3 separate regions of the Sus scrofa genome follow, and regions 1 and 3 are each linked to region 2. The links are chromatin contacts, called in public Hi-C and HiChIP or PLAC-seq maps. All regions are on one chromosome and are shown on one strand. Each heading gives the region's core, a stretch centred on a gene start, on an enhancer-like site or on the middle of the called end of the contact. The rest is flanking DNA. Distances are from core to core; before and after follow the strand shown.

Region 1 (4,149 bases), core at 950-3,449, 310 kb after region 2:
GTTAGACTATAGGATATTTTTTAATACCAACAAAGTGATGAAAAGTAATTTTAAAGATGTCTTTATGGAGAAAGAGGCCCACAAAGGCAAGAGTGCCCAGGACCCACGAAAGCTATAATGTGATCCTATGTAGCTCTGTGTCAGGTGACATGTTAGAAGGTCTACATCTGCAAAGGTCAGGGTGGCTTTGCTTTAAAAACCAAACAAACCTCTACGATGTGCCAGGCACGTCCCAGGAGCGTTACTTCACATAATGCTTCACCAACTCCATGAGTTGGGCACTATGCCCGCTCTCCTTTCCCAGACAAGGAAACTGAATCTCCAGACAGGACTAGCTCAAGTTCACCCAACTACTAAGTGGTGGGGCCAGCACATAAGGCCAGGCCACCTAGATTCTGGGTCTGCCTGTTTGGCGGGGGCGGTGAATGCCCAGTGTCCGTATGAATGTGACCATCTGCATGTGAATGTATTGACATATGTAACTGATTTTACTTATTTATGTATTTAGTCTTTTTAGGGCCACATACGCAGCATATGGAAGTTCCCAGGCTAGGGGTCGAGTCAGAGAATAGGAGCAGAGCTGCCAGCTTATGCCACAGTCATGGCAACATGGAATCTGAGCAGTGTCTGTGACCTACACCACAGCTCAGGGCAACTCGGGATCCTTAACCTGCTGAGCAAGGCCAAGGATCGAACCTGCATCCTCATGGATACTAGTTGGGTTCATAACCCACTGAGCCACAACAGGAACTCTCATAACTTACTAAACAATAATTAAAAGCATGGGCTCTTAAGCCCCATAGGCTACATTTTTATCCCAGCTCCACCACTAATTTGCTGTGTGACTCTAGGCAAGTGACTTCACCTCTCTGGGTCTCCGTTTCCTTGCCTGAAAAATGATAGTTCCTACTTCAGAGTAGTGTTGTGAGAATTAAATAAGTTAATATGAGTGCTCGGAAGAACTAACTCTTGTAATTGTGTATGAAGAGCACCCATGTGCATCTGTAGTGAGGATAGTGTCACATGTGTTGGGAACCACATGAAGGTGTGTGTGTGCGTGTGTGTGTGGAATCTGTTTCTCCATGTGGCCGTGTGTGTGTTGCTGCCTGGAGGTGAATGTCTGAATGCCTGGGTGTGACCCTGTGAGTACGTGCTGGCTGCTGTGGGGATGCAGGGGCCACCTGGGCCAGGGTGTGAAGGCCTCCGGGCGGCCAGGGTAGGTACTGGTGTGTCTCCCTTATTCCGTGGGAGAGGAGATGAGGGGCTTGGATGGCACAGGAACGAGGGGTCACTCCCTGTCTGATGCTGGGGCCGAGTCACTGCCTGCTGGTGGTTGCTGTGTCATCTCCTCGTCCCTGTCCCTACTCCCAGACTGGTGACAGACAGAGGGGGCGTGGAGGAACAAGGTGTTTGAGGCTGGGCTTTTGTCTGGAAAACTCAACCTCCCTGTGCTGCCCCCATGCCCCTTTGGCCTTCCGCAGCCCCCTCCCCCCTCCCCACTACTGGGACAGGGAATCGAAACGTCCTAGGAGTCAGGAACCACCCAAGCCCTCTTGCTCCGCTTCAGACCTGCTATGTGATGATGAGGCAGGTCCTCCCCATCTCTGGGCCTGTGGGAATTCCACAGTTTTAAAGTGCTTCTCCCTCTGTGCCCTGAGAGGGGAGTGCCAGGAACCCAGGTTTATGAAGCAGCTGGTGAGATCTGTACAGGCGGGTGCCTAAGAGATGGAGGCTGTGGTGTCTGAAATACCCTAATTAGACTCTTGAACCCATTTCCAAACTGGGTGGCCAGGTAAGCAATTTGCCCCTCTAAGCCTGCGTTATAACAGTGTACACTGTGAGCGGACAGGGGTAGGTTTGCAAGACTTGTAACTTCTATCAGTAGAAGCTGTTACTCAAACAATCCCAACACCCAGGCTTTTTTCAGGGCGTTTCACTGAACCAGGCAGTTCTCAGAACTCAGAAAGAGAATAGGAATTCTGGGTTTGCATTTCTTGCGATGGGATCTTGGGCAAGCTGCAACTTCTCTATCATTTTCTCTTTTATAAAATGAGGATTTTCTTCTCTTACCCATGCAAAGCTGTTTTAAGAACTGTAAATATTGTATTGAAAGGCTTAATACAGAGCTGGTTTGGTAATTCATGGCACCTATTAGCATCATGACTACTATTATTTATTATGCCCCCCCATTCTTTCTGATTGCAGACAGGATTATAAAGCAGAAAGGAGAGATTAATCACACCATCAGCAGCAGGGACACTTCGCCCTGAGTTTCATTACCCATCCCCTCCAAACTCGCGTATCTCCCAAATGCTGAACCTTGGCGGGGCGGGACTGGCGGCAGGGTCCAAGACACACATCCTTTGCCCCCCACTCTGGGAAAAGTGAAGCTGAAGCTCCGAAAGGAAATCCATTTTTCAAGCGCGAACAACCAGTCGGGGCACAAGCTGGTAGGAGCCTCGGGACTCCACTCCCACCTCCACTTTCACCTGGAGCATCACAGCTCCTCCCTCTCAGCTCTGGACTCAGTTTCTCCGCCTATGTGACCACACGACACTAGCCTGGGTCTCCCTTTAAAGAGCCGACCTTCCTCCCGAGAGAGGGCGCCGCACCACCACAAGTGGGAGCGGCAGCCAGAAGTGAAAGGGGACCTCCGCCCCCCAGCTGGGGTCTGGGGTCTTCTCCGCCGGGGTCCTACCCAGGACCAGCTTAATAGCCTATTAATACCAGCCCCCAGGGCGGCGCCGCACTGCGCAGGCGCGGGCGGGTTCCGCAGGCGCGCGAGGCGAGCGCGAGCTAGCGAGGGATTCCCTCTGACGTAATTGCTAGGATACCAAACAAACACTCAGCCTCTCGCGCCGAGCTCCTTATATGGCTAATTGCGTCACAGGAACTTTGGGGAGACCAGGCCGGGATCCCCTCCCGCCGAGTGCTCCAGAACGCAGCCCCCAAGACCCCCAGGGCAACAAGGGTGATACAGGTGATCAGATCGAAGTTAGGGCAGACCTCTTACCGGTCGGTGCGGGGCTCGGCTCCCAGGGCCGGAGATATTGAGAAGTTTGTGAAGTGCCGGACAGGTGACGTAAGCAGAGGGCCGGGCCCCGGGCATATAAATACAGGCTGCTCTGGGCTTCATTCATAAGACTGAGAGCTACGGCCAAGGCAGGGACACACGGAGCTGGGACTTGATTGTTGTGGTTCTTCTTCTTGGGGGCTGTGAAATTCGCTTTATTATTTTTTTTCCGGAAAGTTTTTGGACGGCTTCTTCTAGATAATTCTACATTTTCTTTTGGAGGATCTACTTACTTTTTTTCGTCTTCTTTATTACTCCCTTCCCCCTTGTGGGACCCGCCGGACGCGTGGAGGGGACCACTCCCGAAGCAGATTCTGTACAGCAGGACTGAGCTTTCCACCCCTGGGGGAGCGATCCCCCATCGCCCCTTGGTCCTACGGAGCCGGGACTTTCAGGAGGCACAGCGGCATCTTGTGGGGGCCTGGGCACCGCAAAGGAATTACACAGAAACTTTGCCATTGTTGGAGCGGGACGCTGCTCTCACCTCGAGTTTCCCCGGACAGCGCACTTGGGGGACGCGCTCGGCTCACCCCGGACTCGCACCTTTCTTCCCCCACCCGGCCATAGCCTTGGCTTCCCGGCGACCTCAGCGTGGTCACAGGGGCCCCCCTGTGCCCAGGGAAATGTTTCAAGCTTTCCCCGGAGACTACGACTCCGGCTCCCGGTGCAGCTCTTCACCCTCCGCCGAGTCTCAGTATCTGTCTTCGGTGGACTCCTTCGGCAGTCCACCCACCGCCGCCGCCTCTCAGGTAAGTTCTGGAGGGCTGAGGTGCTGCTTTGTGGTTTACAAATTTTTTGAAGTCAAGGGTGGAGGGGGCAATCAATTCCCTTTCCCCAGATAAGGACGCGTCAAAACCTAAGATCGGAGAGGGAATAGCTTCGCGGAGCACTCTGCAAACTGCAGAGTCCGGACTTGCAATTGGTTGTGTGCGTGGAGCGTAGGAAGGGAATACAGAGGGGTAAGCTTTGGGGGTGGGGAGAGTGCAATGTTCAGTGCAACGTGTTTGCGGTAGCAGGGCTGAGAACTTTTAGCCGGCTTCGGGGCTGCCCCCCACTCCATCACCAACCTGAAGCTA
Region 2 (4,680 bases), core at 458-2,957:
AAGCACTCCTCCTATTGCCTGGCTTCTGGGTAGGCCCATTCTCTTCCCAGTCCCTGCGGACTGGTCGGACCGTGTGTGGTGGCGCCACTGAGGAAAAGCAGAGGGGTTATGGGTTAGGGTGAAACTTCGCCCCCTCTTCATTTTGCCCCAGCTGTGTGGCATGGCAGGCCTCATCACTTGCTTAGCTTAGCCCCGTTACTTAGTAGTCTTCCAGCAGGTTTATTTATTTATTTTGTCTTTTTGCCTTTTCTAGGGCTCTTCCACGGCATATGGAGGTTCCCAGGTTAGGGGTCTAATCGGAGCTGTAGCTGCTGGCCTACGCCAGAGCCACAGCCACGCAGGATCCAAGCCGTGTCTGCGACCCACACCACCGCTCATGGCAAGGCCAGATCCTTAACCCACTGAGCGAGGCCAGGGATCACACCCGCAACCTCTTGGATACTAGTCGGATTCGTTAGCCACTGAGCCACGATGGGAACTCCTCAGCAGATTTACTTTAAAAAAGTAATTTCTACCCTCTTTATAGTCACATCAATTTAAACATGTAAGTGAAGGGATTCGCTGGTAACTCAATGGGCTGAGGGTCCCGGTTGTCGCTGCAGCGGCTCGGGTGTGGTATGGGATGGATTCCTGGCCCAGAACTTTAGGCGTGGCCAAAAGGAAAAAATGTAAGGGAAGGTTCCATTAAATATAGAGGAGATTCGCTTTGTCTGTCTTCAGTGGTGAAGCTGAATGGAGCACGTGGAGAACTTAAACTCCCATTTGTCCATTCACAACGCTACCTCTGGCGATTCCTGGGCCAGGGTTTCAAGTTGCCTTGGCAACGAGTCGCTTGCTCCTCCTCTTGTCCCCTTTTTTGGTTTTAGCCCCGCCCACCCACCCCTCCCCGCGGCTGGAAAGGCTGGCAGAGCATGACGAAAGTGCGAGAGCGAATATTAAGCGCCTGGATGAGCACTTGTGTGGGGGTGGCTTGAGTTCGTGCTAGTTTGCTACTGGCTCAGTAATCTACCTGGTCCATCGCCTGGTAGTTTGGGTGGCAGATTCGCCCCTTGCTTTTGGCATTTCTTCTTTGGTCTAGTTTTTAAAAAAATTAAATCAGAGCTGTAATATTTTAGTGTGGCTCATATTTTAGTTTTTAAATTTATTTTTTTCTTATTTTGGCCGCACCCGCACAGGCATGTGGAATTCCCTGGGCCAGGGATCGAGCCAGTGCCACAGCAGTGACCCAAGCCGCTGCAGTGACAACTCGGGATCTTTAACCCGCTAAGCCACAAGGAAACGCTTAGTTTTTAAATTTAAATTGTATTTTATACAACGCTATCCAAATACAGAGTTATTATTGAAACTGTAGTCTGCAAACAGAAGGCTAGAGACTAGCAAGTGGCGACGGGCTTGTCCCCAGGCAGAGGATCTTTCTGTCAGCATCCACAACCTGTACTCATATATTAACACAGTTCCTATCGCCTTTCCTTTCAAGTTCTCCACCCCTTCTCTCCTTATCGGTTGGCCCAGCCCCACCAAGCAGATGGCTTTTCTTTCTATCTACTCCGTTCCCTTCTCGGTTGCCTGAGCTCGTGACGAGAGAGGCCCGCGGGGGGCGGGAGGGGGCGGCTCGGGTTCGCGCTTGCGCGCTGCTCTGGGAGACGGCGTCCACCTCGCCCCGCCCCCCCGCTCTGCAGTTCCGGCTCTGCAGATTCACCGCTCACGCTTCTTTTTCCTGTGGCCCTTTCTGCCTTTTGTTTGCCCTTTAAACAACCCACTAGACAGCTCTACCTGAAAACAGCTTGAAGTGATTTTCTGCTTTTCTGAATACGAGACGGGTTCACAGGCCCTTAACGAAAGTGCGGCTGCGAACGAGCAGGCGCGCACGGGGCTCGGGGGAGGTGCGCCGGAGCTGCCGGCGGCGACGACTACGACGACCAGGAGAGCGGACGGAGGCGGCGCCTGAAGCAGTGGCGGAGCCCATGCCCCGGGACGGCGGGAGGGTCCGGAGAGACAAGTCCGGGGCCCGGGGCATGTCCCCGGGGCCCCCGTGAGGAGGTGGCGGCGATGGAGATCCCGCCGCAAGAGGCGCCGCCCGGGCCGGGCGCGGACGGCGAAACCGAGGAGGCCCCCGCCGAGGCCCGGTCTCCCAGCCCCGCGTCGCCCCCGGCCGACGGGCGCCTCAAGGCTGCGGCCAAACGCGTCACATTCCCCTCCGACGAAGATATCGTGTCCGGAGCTGTGGAACCCAAAGACCCCTGGAGACACGGTAGCTAGGGCTGGGGCGCGGGGGCGGGCTGGTGGGGGACCTGGGTGTCGGTGCAGCGCCCAGCACAGAGGTGGAGCTCAATAAGTTGCACCTAATGACGGTTTAAGGAGAGAGTTGTCAGTTTAGAGCTGGAGGGTGTTAGAGAGGAGGTGGCTCTTGGGTTGGGAAGGTGAGAAGTAGCTGGTTTATACCTGTTCCCCACGTCCCCACTCCAAGGGACGCTGAAGGCGATCGTTTTAGGAATTAAAACTGTGAGCAAGGGAAGAAAGTTTGGTGGCATGGAAAATTAGGAGGGCTTTGAGTTCGTAGTTCCCTCGAAGGAGGATAGAGCAGCTAGAGGAGGGAGAGTGGGTCAACATGGGCGTTGAAGGAGTTTGATGGGCCCATGGGGATGGAAAGAGGTTAAATCGCTGGCCTGCAAGCCTCAGGGCAAGGGGTGGTCTTGTTGCTCCCTTCCTTGGGTGAAAGGAGGAAGAGGAATAAACCTGGCCTATGGTTGTAGAGGAGTTAGTAAATCTGGGGGTTGAGAAGAGGGAATCAAGGTAAATAAGCTTCCTGAGAAGTAAATAAAGGAGCTGAGTTGCTGGTCAATTTGGGGTGGGAGGTGGGTGAGAGATAGTCAGAGGAGGTGTTTTGGATCTTGGCATTAGGAAGAAAAAGTTACTGCCTGCCTCCTCTTCCTCTCCCAAAAAAGGGAAGCAGAACATTGTCAGTCATTCAGGAACTGAGAAACTTTGGAGCCTGGCTCTAGAAGGATCTTTTTTTTTTTTTTTTTTTTTTTCCTTTCCTTTTTTCTCTTCCCTCTTGAGAAAGAGTTGGGGAATGGGAGATGCCGGTCAGTAGAAGGTGAGAGGGTTGAAGAAGTTTGGTGGCTTGAGATGTTGGGAGAGAGAGAGAGTGAGTGCCTGGGTTATAAGTCCTCTGGGGAAGGTCAACTCAGTGTTGGGACTGAAAGGACAGTTGGAGGGGTGTGTTTTATCCGTTGGGCTGGGAAGGTGGACAGTCGCTCCAGAGACGACTGGCAGTATCGAGTCCTGGAGAGGTGTGTCCGCCTTCTGGGATGGAGCCCACCAAGAGAGGGATTGGCCTGGCTGTGTGACTCTCCACAAGTCAGTCTGTTGGCCGTGGGGAGAGAGGAGGAACCGTTGCTAGTCTGTGGGCAGTGGAGGAATTGGTGGCTTTGATGCGAGAGTGGGAAATGTGGTAACTGGAAGCTGAACACACGCGGAGCCTCCATAAATGGCATCTTGGCCAGTTGTCAAAGAGGCGGAGGGCGATTTCAAGTTCTTGGCTTTGGGAGCCAGCCAAGCCCCTGTGCTCTCGCCCCGGGGATAGGTGGGATCGGGGGAGGGCTTGGAGGAGTGGGTCTGAAGGGGGATAGGTGGTCACTTTGGGGTTGGAGGGCTTGGAGAAGTGGGTCTGAAGAAGGGAAGAGTTGGAGTCGGCCCTGGTGGTAGCGTGGTATCCAGTCCAGGGAGTTCAGAGCCGGAGAGGCAGAGCAGGGCTCTGCTTCGAATCCTGACTCCCATTTACCCACTGCCTGACCTCAGACGGGTTATTTAACTCCTCGGAGCCCCAGTTTTCCCAAGTGTCGGTGGGAATACCCACGCCACGGGGCTTCAGCGAGGACTCCGTAAGATGGCGAGTGAAAACTGGCCGGGTCGAGTCTTCCTAAGGTTGCAGGGGGGCCGATGTTAGGTGATACTGGTCATTTGAGGGGCCAGTCCAGGAAAGCGGGGCCTGGATGCTTCTGCTTCACGGGCTTCCAGGAGAGGGGCAGACCTGCTGGTCCGTTTGTGGGCTTGGGGCCAGGGGAAGGGACGGTGTTCCGTCTGTGGGCTGGAGCGTTGTGGGGGTGCAGCTGGAGAGTCTGGCTGGCAGTGGGCAGGGCAGGGGGCAGAGTTCCTGGTCTGCAGGTCCCCAGAAGAGGAACAGCTGTGTGTTACCAGCTGCCGGGCTTTTGGAAAGCCATTCTCCCCTCTGGGCCTCCGGTTTCTTCCTGTGCAAGCAGAGGTGCTACTGTCTACCGCGGGGCAGTCGTGAGGATTGAGTCAGGTCGTTCTTGTAAGCGCCTGCCACATGAACAGCAGCGGCTGTTGTCCGGGCGGATTCAGTGGGTTTTGGTTTGTTTTCGAGCCTCACGGGCAGTCTGGGAGACGCAGTGAGGGAGTTCCAGAGGAGGAAGAATGTCCAGGAGGAGGGTCAGGTGGAGTCTGGCTGGGACGGGTTGGGAGGTCAGTTGCTGACTAGTCTGCCCGGGGTAAGGACGCGGTGGTGCTAGCTTGCAGGCTAAGGGGTCTGTCATTCCCTGTAGTTTCATGGGGGTGGGGGGGGGCGGCAAGGAGTGGTCTGCACCCACAGTCTGGAGGCGTCAGTGGGTCTGACTGGAGAAACGGACCAGCTTAGGGACTGGGAGGGCTAGTCTGTCT
Region 3 (4,416 bases), core at 1,580-4,079, 260 kb after region 2:
GAAAACTCTGTTAAAATATAAAAACGAACAATCTATGCTATCTCCGGTGCCAGAATTCAATGGTTCTTTGGGGGATTTCATGATTCCCAAATTCTGACTCTCACATCCGACGCTGACACCTTCTGGGTGGAAGGAAATGCCAAGGCTGGGCGTGGGGCAGTCCTGGGGCTGATGCCGGTGAAGGGGGCGTCTGGACCACCAGGGGGCGCTCCAGGTCACGGCCCGACTCCCGCCCGGCGGGCAGACCGCGCCTGAGCTCAGACCCCGGGAATGCGCGGCGGGCCCAGGCAGGTGCCGAACCTCCCAAGGCAGGGTAATGGGGGCCGGGCGGGGCGCGAGGGTGGCGCGGGCCGCGCCTCTCCTCCAGACTCCTGCCCTCCACCCCCGGATCCCCTCCGCCCATAGATCTCCTTCCCTGGCATTCTGCACCCAGGCCGGGTTCTTTGGGGTTAAAAATCGGGGTGTGGGCGTGTGTGTGGGGGGTACTTTCTGGAGGAATCAGCCTCAGGAGGAACCGAGTCAGAAGACCAGGCTGGGCTGGGAATACCCAGGTGGGGATCCACCGGCTCTATCCGCACAGACAGCCGCCGGCAGAGGCCCCGCCCTCTCTGGAACGCGGCTTCCCCCTCGGAGACACTCTGTGGAATGGGCTAGGGCCTTCCGCTGCCTTAAATCTTCACCTTGGGCTAGTTATTCAGCTTCTCTGTGCCTCCGTTTCCTTGGATGTATAATGCGGGAATTAATACCTTCACTTCAAAGAAGTGTGAGGTTTGGAGGACATAATTCCGGTGTAGAGTTTAGAAGAGTGCAGGGCACGAAGGAAAGCTCACCTGTGTAAGAGCCCTAATTTCCAGGCCTGGAACAGACGGAGGGCTCAAGACCCAAAGTAATTGTTTTTCCTACAAAAGGGCCCTTTCATATCTTTCTGAAATTCTGAAAGCCCTGAGCTTTGACCTGCGGAGTCTTGACTTCAGTTCTTGGGTCTCAGAGCCCTAAATTTCTCCCTGTGCCTTCCTGAGGTCTGGCCTATTCCAGGGCATAGGAATCCCTGGAGGATGCCAGGCGGAAGGTGGCAAAAGTTCAGGGTGTGGGCTGTGCCCGCATTCTGGCCTCAGCTTCCCCACTGGACAGGGCAGTGGGCTCGGTAGGCTCGGCAAACCCCATTGGAAGCGAGACCAGGGGCAGTTGCCTGAGATGTCTGTAGCCAATGGGAAGGATTCTTCTACCTGCCAGCCCTGAGCCTGGCATGCTGTGAGCTCTGTCTTGGCAGCCACAGTTATTATTTTTAATTTCATCTCAGGGTATCGCCAAATGCCCTTCAAGCCCAGACATTAGGAAGTTCTGCCCTCTCACATCAGAACCCCCTGCCTCCCCCGCCCCCTCATCTAATCCTCTCACATGATGCTTGGGGGTGGAGAGAAGGGGGAGCCCTGGCCTCCCTCAGCTTCAAGGACAGACACACACACCTCCAGAATTAGCCTCTATTCTCCCTTATCTCCCACACTAGCTCAGGTCAGACAGATGGGGGTGGAGGTGACATTTCTCACCTCAGGGTCGCAGCCAGGAGCCCTAGGAGAGACGTTAGTCAGAAAATCCGGTGGGAGTGGATGGAATCCAGGGGCCCAAAGAGCAGCTGAGGGAGGGGGAGGGAAAATCCTGATCCATGACTCTGCTGCCAGTGTGACCTCTAAGCCTCAGTTTACCCCCGTCCTTCCTGTATAATGGCTATATTGTACCCAGCCACGCAAGCCTCTCAGAATCCAACCCCACCTTCTGGAATTCCGCCCTGGGTTCCAGAATGCCCTTTACAAACCCCAGATATGTCCCACCTTCGTGGGGCAATGGGGGGGCTCCGCTCCCGCCAGGGGGCGCCCTGGGGCGGAGCTCCCTCCTCTGGTTAGGCAGGTTTGACGCCCCGGTTAATGACATGTTGGGGATCACGCAGGGGCACAGAGGAGATTGGAGACCTGCCCTGTTCCCTACCACCCCCCCAGTCCCCACCCCCTCGGCTCCCACCCCAGAGCCAGAAAGTGGGGGGAACACCAGGAACACAGCCTCCAGAATGTGTTTGCTCTGCTTCATTTCAGGAACCAGGGTTCCACCCTTCCCACCCCATCCCTAATTCTGCTCGGGGACCTTGAAGACTGGGTAGAGACGGCAACTGACAGGTGGCAGGGATGGCCGCCCATTCCAGAGCTCCAGCAGTCTGAACCTCCCATTTCTGCCCAAGAGCTCCGATACCCCACTTCTACTTAAGGACTCAGGCTTCTGAGAGCCCTCAGTTGGAACGTCTCCCCTGGAATAAGGCGTCCAAACCCTCCATTCTAAGAACTCAGGCATCCAAGCCCCTTTGCCTTCTGCCCAGTAAATCAGGCATTTGAGTTCTATCCTTCTAAAGTCCCTGGTATCTGCGCACCCCTAATTCCGCCCTGGGACCCGGGGTCCGAGTTTCCTCCCAATCCTCCCAGGGACGCGAGTGTCGGGCTCCTCCAGAGCTGCTGAAGCCCAATGGGGTGTAACTCACGGATCCGGGGCAGATCTTGGCACTGGGGGGCTTCCTCCGGCTCCGGCTCCGGCTGTGGGGAGCGGAGGACGGGGCGGGGCAGGCGCCGGGAACAGGTTAGACGACGTGACTCCGACGGGAGGGAGGCGGGTCCCGGAGGGGATGGGGAGAGGGAGTCGCCTTGAGCACCTTGGGACTTGTAGTCCCAGAGGGGGAGGACGTAGACGGGGACGTTCCTTTTTGGATTCACCCAAAGTCCATTTCACAGGCGGGAAGGGGGAGGTCCAAAGGCCGAGGGCCACCAGGTTATGTAGATAGAGTCCAGACTCCTACCTCGCTGTGGCTGCAGGAGATGGACACTTGAGTTTCTGCCTCACTCCTCCAGGCTGTTTCCTGCTTGAATGAAGTTTCGGATGCCACCAAGGAGGCAGAAGGCTATAGAGGCTGGTGGAGACTCACATACCACACCCCAAGGCGAGAATAGGGCCTCGTTAAAATCCCTATCCCCTCGGGTCCTGAGCGTCAATCTCCCCGTCGGTAAAAAGAGTGGTTTGGATCTTTACTGAATTTCCTAGCAACAGAGCCCAAAGTCGGAGGCTGGGACTACAATTCCCAGCAGCTTCCGCGACCAACACCGGGCGCCTACAGCCTCGCGTCCTCTGGGAACTGTAGTTCAGGAGCCCACTGGGGCGGCGTCCCGGTGTCTCGCCCACGCGAGAGAACTGTCTGGCAATCCCCCGAGAAGGCAGCGCGGCTTCTTCTTTCCCCTACTCTCCTTTCGCTCTGGGAAGCCGCTGGCACCCTAACAAGGTGGGCGCCCCAATTCTAAACAGGATCCGAAATCTCGGCAGAGGGGGTGGGAATCAGCTCTGACACACCGGTCAGGAATGCTGTCGGGTCACCGTATCTAGCCATGGTCCCACGGCTCCGCCCATCGTCCCAGGCGCTGCGGTTCCTGTGATAAGGAGTGTGGACGCGTCCCCCAAATCTGAGTCCACGTGCCGCTGTTTACACGCGCCCCGGGGCCAGGAAGGGGCGCTGGTCAGGACACGTACTCCCTCTCCCTTCCTCAAAGCCTTTGGGAATGTCTCTCACACACGAGACTAAACCCTCGAGGGCATCTGCCTGTCTCTTTTGGTCCACAACCCCACCCCTTAGTCGCACCGCCCCACGCGTGTCCAGCTTTGGAGTCCGGAGGCTCTGCCCCGGGACCCACAGGCTCCTCCCCCTACGTTTCCCGCTCCCTCCGAGCCCAGAAGCTCCGCCCCTGTCTGGTACCTAAAGCCCATGGGAGGAATTACCGCATTACACCATTTCCCCCTATCTCCCATTCAAGTTCTGAACTTCCGAGGTATCTGGGCTTTCCTCGAAGGAATTGTAACTCTGAGGACAGAGTCCTGCCGACCTAGACGCTTACCTGTCTCTTCAGAATTTCAGACCAATCGATCTTCCTGTCTCTTTAAGAGTTAGGGCTTCTCAATGTGGCTGCCCCTTTAAGACGACGTTAGAGCAATTCATGGCTGAGAGACTAGGAGGACGCCCTCCGGGACCTGGCAATGCTCTAACTCCCGTCCAACAGCGAATCAGCTGTTTTTGGAGCGGAATTTCGGTAAAAGACGTTTTCTCGCTTGTCTGCTATGCACAAGTGGAAATTTCCCGCAGTTTTGCTTATAGAGCGAGAAGGGCTCCGAGCGACACCTCCCGCGTTCCTGTGCCACATGGACGCTCCCAGATAAGGTCCCACCCCCCTCGGTTCCACGTGGTCGGCGGCGGGGCCTGAGTGACTCTGGATGCTAGGTCTACGTGAGGCGTGGGTTCCGGGATGGCGGCGGTCCCGTCCAGTGGTGAGTTGCTTCTTGGCGGGCCGAGAGGTCAGAGTTGGCTGGCGGGAGGAAAAAGGGGCGCCCTTGAGT

The links. A called contact is a pair of places that touch in the nucleus more often than the background predicts. HiChIP or PLAC-seq counts read pairs in DNA pulled down with a chosen protein or histone mark.
Region 1: a Hi-C map of heart right ventricle shows a contact between it and region 2, with 2.2 times the contacts expected there. The contact joins the promoter of FOSB here to the promoter of PPP1R37 in region 2. A contact is called at or near these places in 1 of 47 Hi-C or Micro-C datasets (heart right ventricle) and 1 of 2 datasets of contacts at active chromatin or transcription factors (alveolar macrophages).
Region 3: an H3K27ac HiChIP or PLAC-seq map of alveolar macrophages shows a contact between it and region 2. The contact joins the promoter of PPP1R13L here to the promoter of PPP1R37 in region 2. A contact is called at or near these places in 1 of 47 Hi-C or Micro-C datasets (heart right ventricle) and 1 of 2 datasets of contacts at active chromatin or transcription factors (alveolar macrophages).

The regions. Positions count from the first base shown.
Region 1 is chr6:51,834,581-51,838,729 of Sscrofa11.1, forward strand. It overlaps FOSB (protein fosB), which reads left to right and starts at 2,200. Exons shown (of 5, transcript XM_021094557.1): 1 at 2,200-3,822. The coding sequence starts at 3,697.
Region 2 is chr6:51,521,251-51,525,930 of Sscrofa11.1, forward strand. It overlaps PPP1R37 (protein phosphatase 1 regulatory subunit 37), which reads left to right and starts at 1,708. Exons shown (of 14, transcript XM_021094533.1): 1 at 1,708-2,251. The coding sequence starts at 2,050.
Region 3 is chr6:51,777,073-51,781,488 of Sscrofa11.1, forward strand. PPP1R13L (relA-associated inhibitor) reads right to left here and starts at 2,830. Exons shown (of 15, transcript XM_021094555.1): 1 at 2,525-2,830. CD3EAP (DNA-directed RNA polymerase I subunit RPA34) reads left to right here and starts at 3,637. Exons shown (of 3, transcript XM_013991968.2): 1 at 3,637-4,347. The coding sequence starts at 4,326.